3 separate regions of the Mus musculus genome follow, and regions 2 and 3 are each linked to region 1. A link is a contact called in public Hi-C and HiChIP or PLAC-seq data. All regions are on one chromosome and are shown on one strand. Each heading gives the region's core, a stretch centred on a gene start, on an enhancer-like site or on the middle of the called end of the contact. The rest is flanking DNA. Distances are from core to core; before and after follow the strand shown.

What was found. A called contact is a pair of places that touch in the nucleus more often than the background predicts. HiChIP or PLAC-seq counts read pairs in DNA pulled down with a chosen protein or histone mark.
Region 2: a contact with region 1 is called in a Hi-C map of embryonic fibroblasts, with 2.4 times the contacts expected there. The contact joins the enhancer-like site here to the promoter of Pla2g4a in region 1. A contact is called at or near these places in 6 of 39 promoter capture datasets (the 3T3-L1 cell line, the C10 cell line, embryonic stem cells and 1 more), 13 of 484 Hi-C or Micro-C datasets (3T3-L1-derived adipocytes, the C10 cell line, bone marrow-derived macrophages and 9 more), 6 of 115 datasets of contacts at active chromatin or transcription factors (the HPC-7 cell line, the NIH/3T3 cell line, bone marrow-derived dendritic cells and 3 more) and 4 of 9 other capture datasets (adipose tissue, bone marrow-derived macrophages, liver and 1 more).
Region 3: an H3K27ac HiChIP or PLAC-seq map of the NIH/3T3 cell line shows a contact between it and region 1, with 4 times the contacts expected there. The contact joins the promoter of Ptgs2os here to the promoter of Pla2g4a in region 1. A contact is called at or near these places in 15 of 39 promoter capture datasets (the 3T3-L1 cell line, 3T3-L1-derived adipocytes, the C10 cell line and 9 more), 21 of 484 Hi-C or Micro-C datasets (3T3-L1-derived adipocytes, the C10 cell line, the C2C12 cell line and 11 more), 4 of 115 datasets of contacts at active chromatin or transcription factors (the HPC-7 cell line, the NIH/3T3 cell line, heart atrium and 1 more) and 4 of 9 other capture datasets (adipose tissue, liver, macrophages and 1 more).

The regions. Positions count from the first base shown.
Region 1 is chr1:149,958,700-149,963,050 of GRCm38.p6, reverse strand. Pla2g4a (phospholipase A2, group IVA (cytosolic, calcium-dependent)) reads left to right here and starts at 1,761. Exons shown (of 18, transcript NM_008869.4): 1 at 1,761-1,860.
Region 2 is chr1:149,831,848-149,836,212 of GRCm38.p6, reverse strand. The region is part of intron 17 of Pla2g4a (phospholipase A2, group IVA (cytosolic, calcium-dependent)); the gene reads left to right. Among named protein-coding and RNA genes, the nearest start is that of Gm23535, 130 kb to the right of the region's middle. Within about 2 kb of position 3,037, at least 22 of the 459 cell types and tissues checked have an H3K27ac peak or open chromatin away from gene starts, as enhancers often do. A contact at or near this core is called in the NIH/3T3 cell line, bone marrow-derived macrophages, embryonic fibroblasts and 2 more, where this site is marked.
Region 3 is chr1:150,097,480-150,101,686 of GRCm38.p6, reverse strand. Ptgs2os (prostaglandin-endoperoxide synthase 2, opposite strand) reads left to right here and starts at 1,813. Exons shown (of 5, transcript NR_015466.3): 1 at 1,813-2,259. Ptgs2 (prostaglandin-endoperoxide synthase 2) reads right to left here and starts at 1,656. Exons shown (of 10, transcript NM_011198.4): 1 at 1,412-1,656; 2 at 597-713; 3 at 331-474. The coding sequence starts at 1,463.

The sequences.
Region 1 (4,351 bases), core at 512-3,011:
CACTGTCGTCAGCACATTTAAATTCCAACAGCATAAATATTTTCAAAACCCTGCAGTGCCTGGAAGTCCTTCTGTGAGATGAGTAATGGGGTTTGTGCCCATTGTGACAGAGTCACTAAAATTGGACAGGAATTCCCTGCACCAAATTTAGAGGGATCTTGGAGAGCAAAAAACAACTCGTGAAATTGTTGCTGCAAGTGGATAGAAGGAATTAGGGTAACCTAATTCCTAACCCAAGTGTTGGTGAACACAACTTACGTGTAGCCATATTTTCTGCAGTGGATTACCATATTTATCTTAACTTCGTGAATCTGTCTATTCATACCACATAAACTTGTACTTTGTGATAGAATGGAGGTGTCAGATTTGCCTTTTACTTTACTCATGAATGGAAAAGGAGCCTTTAAAAGTGTAATTGCTAGGCCTGGGTGGCATGTGCTTTTGATTCCACGGAGGTGGTGGCAGGAAAGTCAGGCGTTCAAAGTCATCTGTTGCTAGCCAGTTCAGTTTGAGTCCAGCCTTGGTTGCATGAGAGCCTGCCTCCGACACCAAAAAGGAGTAAATTATGAAACGAGAACAAAAATGCATCCCTCCTTGGTTTATGCTTCAGGTCTTGCCTCCTGTTTTCTGCTTTGAATTTCTACTCTGACTTCGCTTCCTGATGGACTGTCAGGACCTGTATGCCCAAATAAAACTTTCCCTTCACAAATTGCTTCTGGTCAGAAAAATTTATCCCAGCAATAGAAAGCAAACAGAAGAAGAAAAGATGTGCTTTTAAGAAATATTGAGGATATTAATTAGGAGATAAATGGTGGCGTTGTAGAGAGGAAGGGGCTCTGCTAACTGCCTTTGATATGGAGGAAGCCCTGAAGGCATTCTAACCAGGGTACTTAGAGTAACAGGATTTCATGAATTGTCAGGACGTCTGTTTGCCTTGAGATATGGCTTCACTATGTAGCATAAGCTGACTTTGAACTCATACATGTTTTTTTTTCTACTTCCCACATGACAGTTGTGAGCTACCACGCTTGTAATAGATACAACACTTTCTTCACATAGAAGTTATTATATGCTTCAAATTAGATTGCAGATTCTTCCTGATTTGTTGTTACTTCTACGTCGGAACTTATGGGTTCTATTCTCTGAAAGGGCTTAAACAACTCAGAGGCTTTGAGTTTGGGGAGAAAGGCTTGAACAGGTTTGCTTTTCAAGGTTGTCCAACACTGTTCAACTGTAAAATGTATATGCGTTTTGTATTTGCGGTTTGTTTAAAACTTCACCTTTTAAAGACTCTAAAAATTCTCAACATAATGCATTATCTTTTCAACTTCACTTTTAGTCTTTTGGAAAAAAGAGGAAGTAGTGACTGCTTAAGGGCAAGCAGCAGCAGCAGCAGTCTCTCTCTCTCTCTCTCTCTCTCTCTCTCTCTCTCTCTCTCTCTCTCACACACACACACACACACACACACACACACACGCACATGCACACACACACACACACACACACATGCACACACACACATAGGCACGCACATGCATACCCCCAGGACCAGTTAGGTCACATGTTTTTAAAGCATATTTTCATGCACACCCCTAGGACCAGTTAGATCACATATTTTTAAAGTATATTTTCTGACTCGAAAGGCCTGTTTCTGAAAACTAAACATGTCCATTTAGAATGTTAGTCTTCACCAGAGGAGCTCGCTTGAATTCCACCTTAACATCCACAGAGACCAGCCCACTTCTTAGCCCCTCCTACCAGCCGGAGAAGACTTTCTAGAAGTCGGAACTGTGAAGGGCTCCCGACTGAGAGCCAGAAGGCACAGAGAAGCCTGAGGATTCTCATTTAACTCTGGGAACTGTAAGCAATGCATTTACTCTCCCTGCCTGCTTCCTCTTGCACTTTCCATCGCTATCCGTGGGCAGCTTCCCAGGAGGAAGGCAGCCACGCGTGCTAAAACTTCACTTCTTTCACTCCTCTGCCTCTGGGAAAGGTTCACAACGCAGGCTTCAGTTTCCTTCTAAGTGAGGAGGGTTTGGTTTCCTGGGTCTAAGAGCAGATTGGAATAAAGGTATAGGTTGTTTCCTTCAGCGGGTGCTGGGAAATTGAGTCTTTATAGAGAAGTGAGTTGGCGCGCCTTTGTGTCCCACGTGATGCTACCCAGTGATTCCTGACTCCTGAGTTTGAGTGCTGCTTGTAAAGATGTTTAGGGGCAGTTTGGTGACTCATTTAAATTTTAATTGATAAAAAGAGTTATGTTCGCAGAACATTCCTGGGTATTTAATGGGCTGCTGTGTGATGTGACTTATAACACTGAAAAACTAACCTTGAACTAACAAGCACCGCTGCTCTCAGGCTTTGGGTAACTTGTGACAGGACAACAGGTCAAAACAGTTTTTTGGAAAATATTCTATCAAGTTGCACACTTGTGAATATCATTTTAGAACTGAGGTTCTAAAATCTAAAAGATGGAAGAGTGAAAGGGACTTGGTTTTGAAATAAATGACTTAACATCTTTACTTCTTTTACAATTTGTAATGATTTAAATAGATTCATCACTTCAGACACTTGGTTATGAAAAATGCTCCTGATGTTAGCTGTTGGTTTAAACTGCTTTCACTGAAGGCTGGTGGAGAGCAGCATTAGAGATGTGCCACTTAGAAGGGGTGGATTCGCCCGGCATGGTGGCGCACGCCTTTAATCCCAGGGAGGCAGAGGCAGGCAGATTTCTGAGTTCAAGGCCAGCCTGGTCTACAGAGTGAGTTCCAGGATAGCCAGGGCTATACAGAAAAACCCTGTCTCGAAAAACAAAAAACAAAAAACAAACAAACAAACAAACAAACGAAACAACAACATAAAAAGAAGGGGTGGATTTTAGTATTATATTTGGGATTCTAATTTGGGAAAAAGGAGTGTATTTTGTGTTGCTTCTGTTTGTTGAATACATTTGAAATTGCAGTCAAAGAGATTCACAGAGAATTTAATGAAATAGACCTATCCAGTCTGAAATTATATCACAGATATAGTGAGACCTGGCCAATGAAGCTGGTCTCTGTTTTCATTGAGCTCACGAAGAGTTAAATTTTAAATTAAGCAATAATTGTGAAATGCATAGAGAAGTTTAATGGCCTTCTCTCAAAGTTTTACAAAACTTCCTCTAAGGAAAACATATTTTATGGGAAGAGACACTTTCATTTTAACTGTATACGTTTTTAAAATAGCATTTTATATTTATTTTTAAATAGAAAAAATAAAATTATGAAACACATGTCTTAGCCTCTCATAAGGTTCATGTCAGAGAACTAAATTGGCTTGTCTTTAACCCTTGTCTTTCCTACTGTTTTTTCTAGTCCTGAAGCAGATTGTTCGATTGTTTAAATATTAATAAACATGCTTGAGGAGTAAAAAAAGAGTAAGAAAAAAGTTGCCATGTTTGTTTTCCCTTCCTTTCTGTATATCACCACATCTCCCCACAGTATGCCATCATGCTGGTAAAATTATATATATATTTATATATACATAATATATATTTCTTTTTCTTTCTTTTTGATCTCTAACTCCTTTACAAACATTTTGAGGACTCAGGAGTTCTCCTAAGGTAATGAACACATGCTTGTCCAGTGCACACAAATTTGAAAGAAAGAAAGCAATTCACACATTTGCCAAAGACATGGGACATTTCATAAACCTCTGGATTTTCTTATCATTTATCAAAGTTAAGCAGCAAACGCTTTCACATGTGAGTAGGAGCTGCCCCACTGTCATACTGAGAATCTCAAGGGGCACTTGTTCACTGATAGCCACTCTAAGCTCCCTACTACCATGAATAGAACCACTTCCTAGAAAGCTAGTGACCTAGATTCTAGACTCAATTCCAACAATATTCTCCATGAAACATTAGGCCTATCATTGTCTTCAACTTTTGATGAGTCTTTTTGCTTAAACACAATATGCATAAGGGAGAAATTGATGCAAGTTTTTCATTGGATTCTGAAGTATATCTATATATTCTGCTTTTGTCCTAACTTTCTGAACTGTATTTCCCAGATTGATCGTGTTTTTTAATATTATTTTTATTACAAAAATAATTCACACTTATTGTCAAAAATCTTGTTAAATAATAGAAAAATTGCAAAGAACAAAATAAAAAAATACATACTTATTCTCCTCTAAGGAGTTAATTGCTTTTAAATGATTTTTGTCTATTTATTTACTCTGTTAATATTTATTGATTATCTAGCACACATTACCACATAGGGAAAGAATCCATGTATTTTCATTACTTTATGCTTTACACATTTTCTTTTATACTATGAGTATAAAAGTATATAATACTATGAGTATTATATAG
Region 2 (4,365 bases), core at 1,788-4,287, 130 kb after region 1:
TTTATCTTCTGGGCTCTAGGACTAGTGATCATAATTCCTGGCACTTCACATAAATATACAATGTATTTTCAGGTATTTATTTTTAGAAGCCGTTGACTGGTTGAATATAATGAGGGCGAGGATAAAAGTTGCCACTGGTTGTAGATGGAGTTGTTGACCATGAAGCGTGTTTACAGCACATATCTGCCCATGTAACATGTACACTCAGAAGCCATCACTTTGATCTGGAGGGAGCGTGTATTTGAAGGACTGTTTCACAGTACCTGTTGATTTGGCTTGTTTTCCATTCTTATTTAGTTATCAGTTCAGTAGGCAAATTCAGACAGATTCTATGGTACTATTATAATCACTCAGTTCAGTACTTGCCAGTGTGCATCATCTGTTGACAGTTTTGTCCGATAGTTTTATAAAGTGTTTTTATTAGTTTCTTCTCTTGTGGATTGTGTGACAAAAGCAGAAGATGTTTGTTTGGGTTCATAAATTGAGGGCATCATCCATGATGGTCGCTGAAGGTATGACTGTAGGATCATGAAGCAGCAGTGACAGTAGTGACAGTCACAGAGTGGTGAGGATGACAGTCCATGGGATGACACTGCCCACTTTTAAGTTGATTCTTTCCATCTAACTTAACAAACCAGTTAGAAATATGCTCAGAGATTTATCTTCTAGATGATTTTAGATTGTGACAAGGTGGCAGTTGATGTTGACTATCATAGTGTTAAAAAGTATGTGTTAATCAGAAGGAGGGAAAGTATGTGTCTTAAGTACTAGGAGTTAATTTTTAGCCTAATGGCATGTCATCATTATGATTATACTGGCTAGGTACAAATTACAATTTTTGCCTATGCAAAAGATAATCTGCAAGTTGAATATTCTGACCCTATTTTATTAGGGTTGCAGGGGACAGGAGACAGTGGTTCATCCTGCACATCACACACAGTCTTGGCCAATATCCTAAACAAAACGTAGATCAAGTAGAGAAAAGCCTCGTGTATTCATTAGAGCATGGTTCTGCACAATATGGGATCCTTTAGAGTAAAGATTCAAAGTTCTAAAATGAACTACTACTTTTTAATTTTAGGTTTGGGGATGCATGGACAGATGTATAGAAATATGACATGTATAGAAATATGATTGTTTTAATAGAATGTGTAGTATCTAATTCTGAGAGAAACCCAGAGAGGGTTTGTTTGACTTTTTTTTCTCATGTTTGTGTAACATTCTGTCCTGGGTATGAAGCAGGATGCTTTGAAGTGTGTGTGTGTAGGGGGGGGGGTCCATAGGATGTGCCATCAGATGGGGCAGAGCCTTCCTTTATGAATGGTTCTAGGGAAGGAAAGATAGGGAGTAAGGCTAAGACTTTCTTTAAGACCTCGGGCTCAGATAATGGGAGTTCTAATGTCTATATTCCCCTTTAGGGAAGAGAGACCCTACTTGTCCTGGATTATCTGAGGAAGAATAGAGAAAGGACCATGAGACAATAGACAAGAGAACATGTTTCCAAGGCTTTTGTTGTTGTTGTTTCTGAGACTTTCATTCGAGGGTGTGTTTTCTGAACCCTAACACCCCCACACTAATCTGCCTTTCATGCCCTGTGTGACCTTATCCTATCTCATTTGTACATTGGTTCAATGTGTCTTTATTACTAGATGTGCCAGGCTATGTTCAAAGACACAGAGACATAGAGCACCAAAGAACCAAAAGCCCAGGTTGCAATCTTATCACTCAGGAAGCTAAGGTAAGAGGTTCCTGAGTTTTCTCTCAGGAAACTCTGTTTCAGAGAAAAGAAAAGAAAAAAACACCCAAAAAACAAAAACAAAAACAAAAGTATGAATACCTTTATTAACCAAATATTTTCTCCTAAACATTCAACACTTAAAACCAGCCAAAGAAGCATGATGGATAGATCTAAGTGTGTGTGTGTGTGTGTGTGTGTGTGTGTGAATTTATAGGCATAGGAATCAAGTAAAAAAAAAAAAAAACTAGAAAAAATGCCAGAAGTCACAGTTTTGGAGTGGGGACTGAGCTTAAGGCATAAATCTTCCTTACTCTTTTCTCTGTCAACCATTTCTCTCCCAAGTGGCCTTGTTACTTAGTGTTCTACATTCACTTTCTTTTCCAACCAAGCCAACCAGTTTCCATGTGTTTCATATGTCCTGCGTTTACCACAGCATTCCATTCTTAGCTTTATATGGTTATTCATGGAGAAAATTGCTTGCCTCCTCTGCTTATGAAATAATATGTGTTTAACTCCAGTTATATTTTCCTCATGGTTTATCTGGGCGTTTATTAATCTAGAAAATATTTGTTATATGCCTTTCATAGTCTCAGTGCTGTGGTCAAACACTAACAGTCCTGGTTTTCATGGTATTTCAGACTTACATAAAATCAAACATTAGTCAGGAGCCTCACAGTAATTTTTATGAAAATAGTAGTTGCTTCTTATGATGGTAATTATTTTTATTCCTCTCTAAAGGTGTGTCTTCTCTGTAAGGTTACACCATAACATTCTCTCCTGGACTGCTGTTTTTAATTTGATACTATAAGCATCTCAATTTGTCTATAGACCCCTCAAAAATCATTCATTTCGGTGGAAGGGAGGAAGATCTTCTTTTCCAAGTTTAAAATTTTTTTTTTACTTATCTACTGAAAATGCTGTAGTATTAAGGGAACTGTTTTTTTAAAAAGAAATTGGAAAGCTCTTGAATGGTGTAGAAGAAGATGGCATGGATAATACTTGGGACAAGCAGTGAGGATACAGAAGGTTAGGAAACAATGGATATTATTGGAATAAACTGGCAAGGGAGGATCTGAAACCCCATGGAGGGAGAGAAGCAATTATACAAACCCTCTAAGGTCATTCCTGGCTTAAAAAAAAGATAGAAAGATACAGATACTACATAAGACATTTTAGATTCATCCAGATGTGTCACGTAGCTTCTAAAAGCTTTACAATTAGCAAGTGATTTAATACTAAGTTTTTCTTGGCCTGGAAGCATTAGGTTCCCAGGGCGGCAGTAGGGCTGTTTTATGAGGAAACAGAAGCCTGTTCAGTGCTTTCATAGTGTTAATATGCCATCTAGTGGTTCAACTTGCACACTCTTATCCCAAATGACTTGGATTTTTAGTTATAAAGGCAAACCCTAGAATGAATATATATCTCCCATTCATATCTCATTATATCTCTGTGATACCAACATTGCTAGTTTTTTCTATCTTCCTTATTTTCTTATAGTGTAAAATATTGAACACAGTGCCCCCATATACATTAGGCAAATAGTCTACCAATTGAGCTAAAAAAAATCTTGGTCTCCAAACTTTGTTCTCTCTCTCTCTCTCTCTCTCTCTCTCTCTCTCTCTCTCTCTCTGTGTGTGTGTGTGTGTGTGTGTGTGTGTGATAGAGAGAGTCAGACAGCCATCACAAGTGTACTATTCCCTGGGTCTTTTCTGTTCTAAAGCATTTTGGATGGCTGTTTTACCCTTCCCTGCACCAAGGGTATACATCTGCGTGAAGGAGCAGAACTGACTGGTAACATGGCAGCCAGCCAGAATCTAGAAAGACAGAGACTATTAAAAGTAAATACAGAAGGTCATTTGAATAGCAGGATTGATTTGCCAGTTCACACAGTGTAATGAGCCCATTCTTGCCCATATTGACTTCTTATAAGCTTTATAGCTTCCTAACTTTCATCACACACAGTTTATAAGCAATGGTATGAGCACATGTCTGTTGCAGGATATTTCTCTATGTGCTAGTCACTGTCCACAGCACTTTCTAGCAATATTCTCCAATTCCTAGCAACCTAAGATTAATAACGTTATTATTGTCTTAAAGAAGCCAGGAGTAGAGAGACGGGTCAGCAGTTAAGAGTCCTTGATCTTCTTGCAGATGACTCAGGTTTGGTTCCCATGCACTGTCTATAAATATTTACAAGGGATCCAACTCCCTTTTCCACACTCCAGAGACACTGCATACACATAGTGCAATTGTATGCAGGCAAAATACTCACACACATAAAATAAAATACGTAAATCTTTAAAGAAGAAGAAACAATCTGAAGTGTGTAGGCTGATTTTCATCTATTTCACAGAACCTGGACATGAATGGGCCAAGGAGGCCTTTGACTCAAGTCTTTTTCAATAGATCTGAAGCCCAGAATGTGTTATGTCTCTCTTATGTATGGGTAAATGCATTCTGCCAACATGTAATTAAAAGACTCTGTAATATTTGACTCTGGTTCTACAAGCAGAGACTAACAATATTTTTTAACCATATGAAAGACTCAAGTTTCTTCAGGATAAATTCTTTTCTGTTATTTTGTTTTTAGGTTTTTTGTTTGTTTGTTTGTTTTGTTTTTGTTTTTG
Region 3 (4,207 bases), core at 564-3,063, 140 kb before region 1:
CTATTTTTCTCTTCTGACCCAAACCCTAGTCAACCATTTGTTTCAAAGGTTCAGAACAATTCTATGTGTTCCGAACAATTCTGTGAGCCATGGGTATTTATTCAATGAACAAGTGAACCACACTTCCTCCACACGAATGAAGGACAGGGGTCAAAACTAGAATAGAGACTACAGGTTTTCATGACTGTATTTTAGACATTTCAGGGGAAAAACAGATTAGAAAAGGTATACTTCAAGCCCTTTGAAAAGGTCAGGATAGTTCTTGGGGTTGGGTTTCTAGTGCCTAGTTGTGTTGGAGGATGCTGGAAAACAAGGGAGGGTTGTACTTACATGTCAGCACATATTTCATGATTAAACTTCGCAGGAAGGGGATGTTGTTCACAATGTTCCAGACTCCCTTGAAGTGGGTCAGGATGTAGTGCACTGTGTTTGGGGTGGGCTTCAGCAGTAATTTGATTCTTGTCAGAAATTCAGCTGGAGAGAGACAAAGCAGGAGGAAGAATGAGCAGGCCCCTCCCCCATAGGACACAAATCTACAGAATGATGGTTACACATGTGGCCACATTCCAAAGGAAGATACCCCAGGAAAAACTTACGTGTAGTACAGTTTTCACCATAGAATCCAGTCCGGGTACAGTCACACTTATACTGGTCAAATCCTGTGCTCATACATTCCCCACGGTTTTGACATGGATTGGAACAGCAAGGATTTGCTACATTAAAAAAATAAGATATCCTGTCAGTTACTCTTGGTTGTTCTCATCTTAACTTAAGGATTTAATTCTGTCACTATGGGTCAACTTTACAATGATAAGTTTGACAAATACATAGGTAGACCCAGATTTAAAAAGGTCATTATTTTAATTAAGTCTGTCTTATCAACTGTTTATGGAAATAGCAAGCAACTTTGTATTCTTAAGCAAGAAACACAGAGGACCTAACTTCATAGTTCACATTACCAACATTTTTAAAATAACTCGGACACACAGACTAGAATTATTAAGCATCCCTTTAAATATTAAAATGGATCGACCTAGTGCAATAGTCAAAATTTAGTGTAAAGAAAATAAAATTAAAACAGTCAAGTTTTAGCATTTTAAATATATTTTTAAAAATGTATTCTGGATTTTTCTGTGGATAGAAAAACTCTAACAGGTATTCAAAGCAGCCACTCTTGTTCAGTTGCCCACATCTATGCTTTTCACAAGTATTGATCAGATTGTCTTACCATAATGACAACCTGTAAGCCATTAAGACTATTGGTTTTTAGCAAATAAGAAACCTGAAAGTGGGTTGCAGTTCCTCAGGACTTAAGCAGTCCAGGCTCTTTGCCAATACACAGCCAGGCCCACACTGCTAGAAAGGGGGTCTGAGCCTGAGGAGTCCCAGGGCGCCTCGGGGCGCAACTCACCTGCCTGGCTGAGCCCCAGGGCAGCGCAGAGCAGCACAGCTCGGAAGAGCATCGCAGAGGTGGCAGCGGAGGTGGCAGTAGTGGTGGCGGTGGAGCTGGCAGGATGCAGTGCTGAGTTCCTTCGTGAGCAGAGTCCTGACTGACTCCTGAAGCTCTTAGCTCGCAGTTTGACAACTGGCTGCTAATGGGGAGAACCTTGCTTTTAAGTCTGTAAAGCGGACTCCACGTGACGTAGTGGTGACTCTGTCTTTCCGCTTAGGCTTTCCCCAACCCCCACCAACTTTTCCCCCTCTCTGCTTCAGTGAGTTGCGCAAGAACCGCAGCGGCAGGCTTTTACCCACGCAAATGAGAGACGAAGGAAGCCGGGAAGCTGCCCTTGGCTGCCCCAGGTGGTGCCAAGAGAGCTGCACCGCCCTCTCCATCCCTCCAGGCGCCCTGTGGTTCGCTGAGTCTGCGCCTAGTCTGGCGCTCTTTGGGGTCTCCGGTTTCCTCCCAGTCGCGCATCCAGTGGGGGCCTAAAAGCTCAAGAGTGTCACAGCTTCCCCTCCCGGGATCTAAGGTCCTAACTAAGGGAATCCCCTCACCTCTCCCCACTGGGGCGCAGTCTGACGTGCTCGCTGCTCAGAGCACGCACACAGCTACCGGTTAATTTAATTTCTTCTATTTTTAATGAAATGAGTGTCCTCTGTCAGGGTCCACATCTGTACTGGTGGAATTAGGTTGAAGTCTTTCATGGAACTACCCTCCGGGTTCTGCAGTCACAGGAGCCCCTGGCACTCGCCTTTCCCAGGGACAGATGCTGAGCTCCACTTCATCGGAATGCTAAGTGTCCACAGCATTGCTTTAAGGTATTTTCCCCCTGCTGTTACATAGCTTTTATCATTTTGATCAGCAACTCTTTTCACGGGATGTATCACTAGAAAGAATTTGTTTTCAAATGTACCTTTTAAAAACTTTTTCTGTCCATGTTTACAAGAAAGTATGTTATGGCAACGGATCAAAAGGTAATAGTTATTTTTCCATAACTAGCCTTATTCTCCCTAACCTTAAAAAAAAATTCACTTCATTCAGAAACAGTGTTTGATAAAAAATTATTTGCCTAGAGAGGTGATGTTTTTGATAGTGTTGGATATCTTCCTACTGTGTTTGTGTTGGCCATGGAGGGGGTGTGAGGATGGAGTAGCGAAAAGGAGCAAAATAAGAAAAGGAGGAAACTAAAAAATTCAACTAAACTGTACGTTCTTGGCGTGAATGGATAAAAAAAATGACACAGAGTGTGAAATTACACTATATTCTGAGGACAGTTAAGTCAGGAAAATGGTTTGAAGCAGGCTGGGTAACACAGCAAGACCCCTGCTCAAAACAAAACAGAACAAAACAAAACAAAAATGAAAGGGGAGAATATCCACATGGGGGAATCCAATCGACCATGAGAAGCAGCACTTAGGAAACTCTAGCAAATACCTGACTCTGCGGAAGTCTCCCAGAAAGTAAGAATACTCATGGAATTTTTTTTTAACTGTTTGCTTCATGTGCAAGCTAATTTGATGCTACATGAGACACAGTGACTAAAACTCCATGTCACCCAGGGCCTTTGTTCTAGTCATGTTTAATCAGTCCAGGTATGGCACTCCCAGCCTCTTACACGGAGTCTTATGGGAAATTTCAACTGAAAGCACAGACTGTTTTCTTTTGGAGAATCCCTTTAAATAGTTCTTGTTTTCTGTTTTATTTTAAATGCGGGAAGTGCATGGTGTCAAACTAAGTTTGTTAGAGCTCCTGATACGAACTTCAGCTAGGAACTGTATAAAATTCCACATTCTTGACTGTGTACGAACATTTTCTAGTGAAATCTTCAACTGACTTTGACCAACTCCATCCTCATCTAATATTAATTGTATGCCCATTATGTAGAGAAGTATATTCTGATGTTTTAAAAGAGATTATGGCAAAGGGGGTGGTGGTGGATGGTGATGTTGGCCCTTAATCCCAGCATTGAGGGAGAAAAAGGAGTCTAAGCAGATCTCTGAGGCCTCCCTGGTCCACAGAGCACGTTTCAGGACAGCCAGCTATACACAGAAAAATCCTGTCTCACAAAAACTAAAAGAAAAAAAAAAAAAGAAAACATTACAAATTCAAAGTGAGGGGAAAAACAGGGCATAGAGAATAATCACCTTCAGACTACTTGACATTTAAAGACATTAAACATAATCATAGAAGAAATGCAAGTAAAATTATCTGTATGGTTGAGTTGGTTGATCTAATCTGTAACCTCAGATGTAAGGAGAGTTCCATATACTACGGAATGACAGGAGAACTCAGTAAGAAATTCAGACCTGGAGGACAAGAGCAGTTTTGAAAGGAAGTCCAAATAAGGACATAAGGGGAAAGTATTTTGTAATTGGCTGCTTTTGAGAAGTCTGGGATGCCAGAGCACACTGTACAGGCACAATTGGAATACTGGTTACAGGGGAATATTAACTGTCCCAAACCAAATCAAGATGGTTCAAACTGTTCTGTATGGCAAAGCACAATGGTAATGAGGCTCCTTAATAAGATGTTTATTATATAGCAAGTGTAGTGATGAACTGTGTGGAATTTTGGTGGTTCTCTGTACACTTGGGTACATATTTAAGTGTCTGTTGTAGAAAATATATTTTGTTAGTATATGAAAGAGTTTTGAGATTCTAAAAAAGGAAAATAAGGAAATGTACTAACACCTTTGAGAACATTCTGTTGAGTTTTACTGCCCTCTTCTGCTGCTTGAATTTTCAGCAACTTTTTTCTCCTAAGATG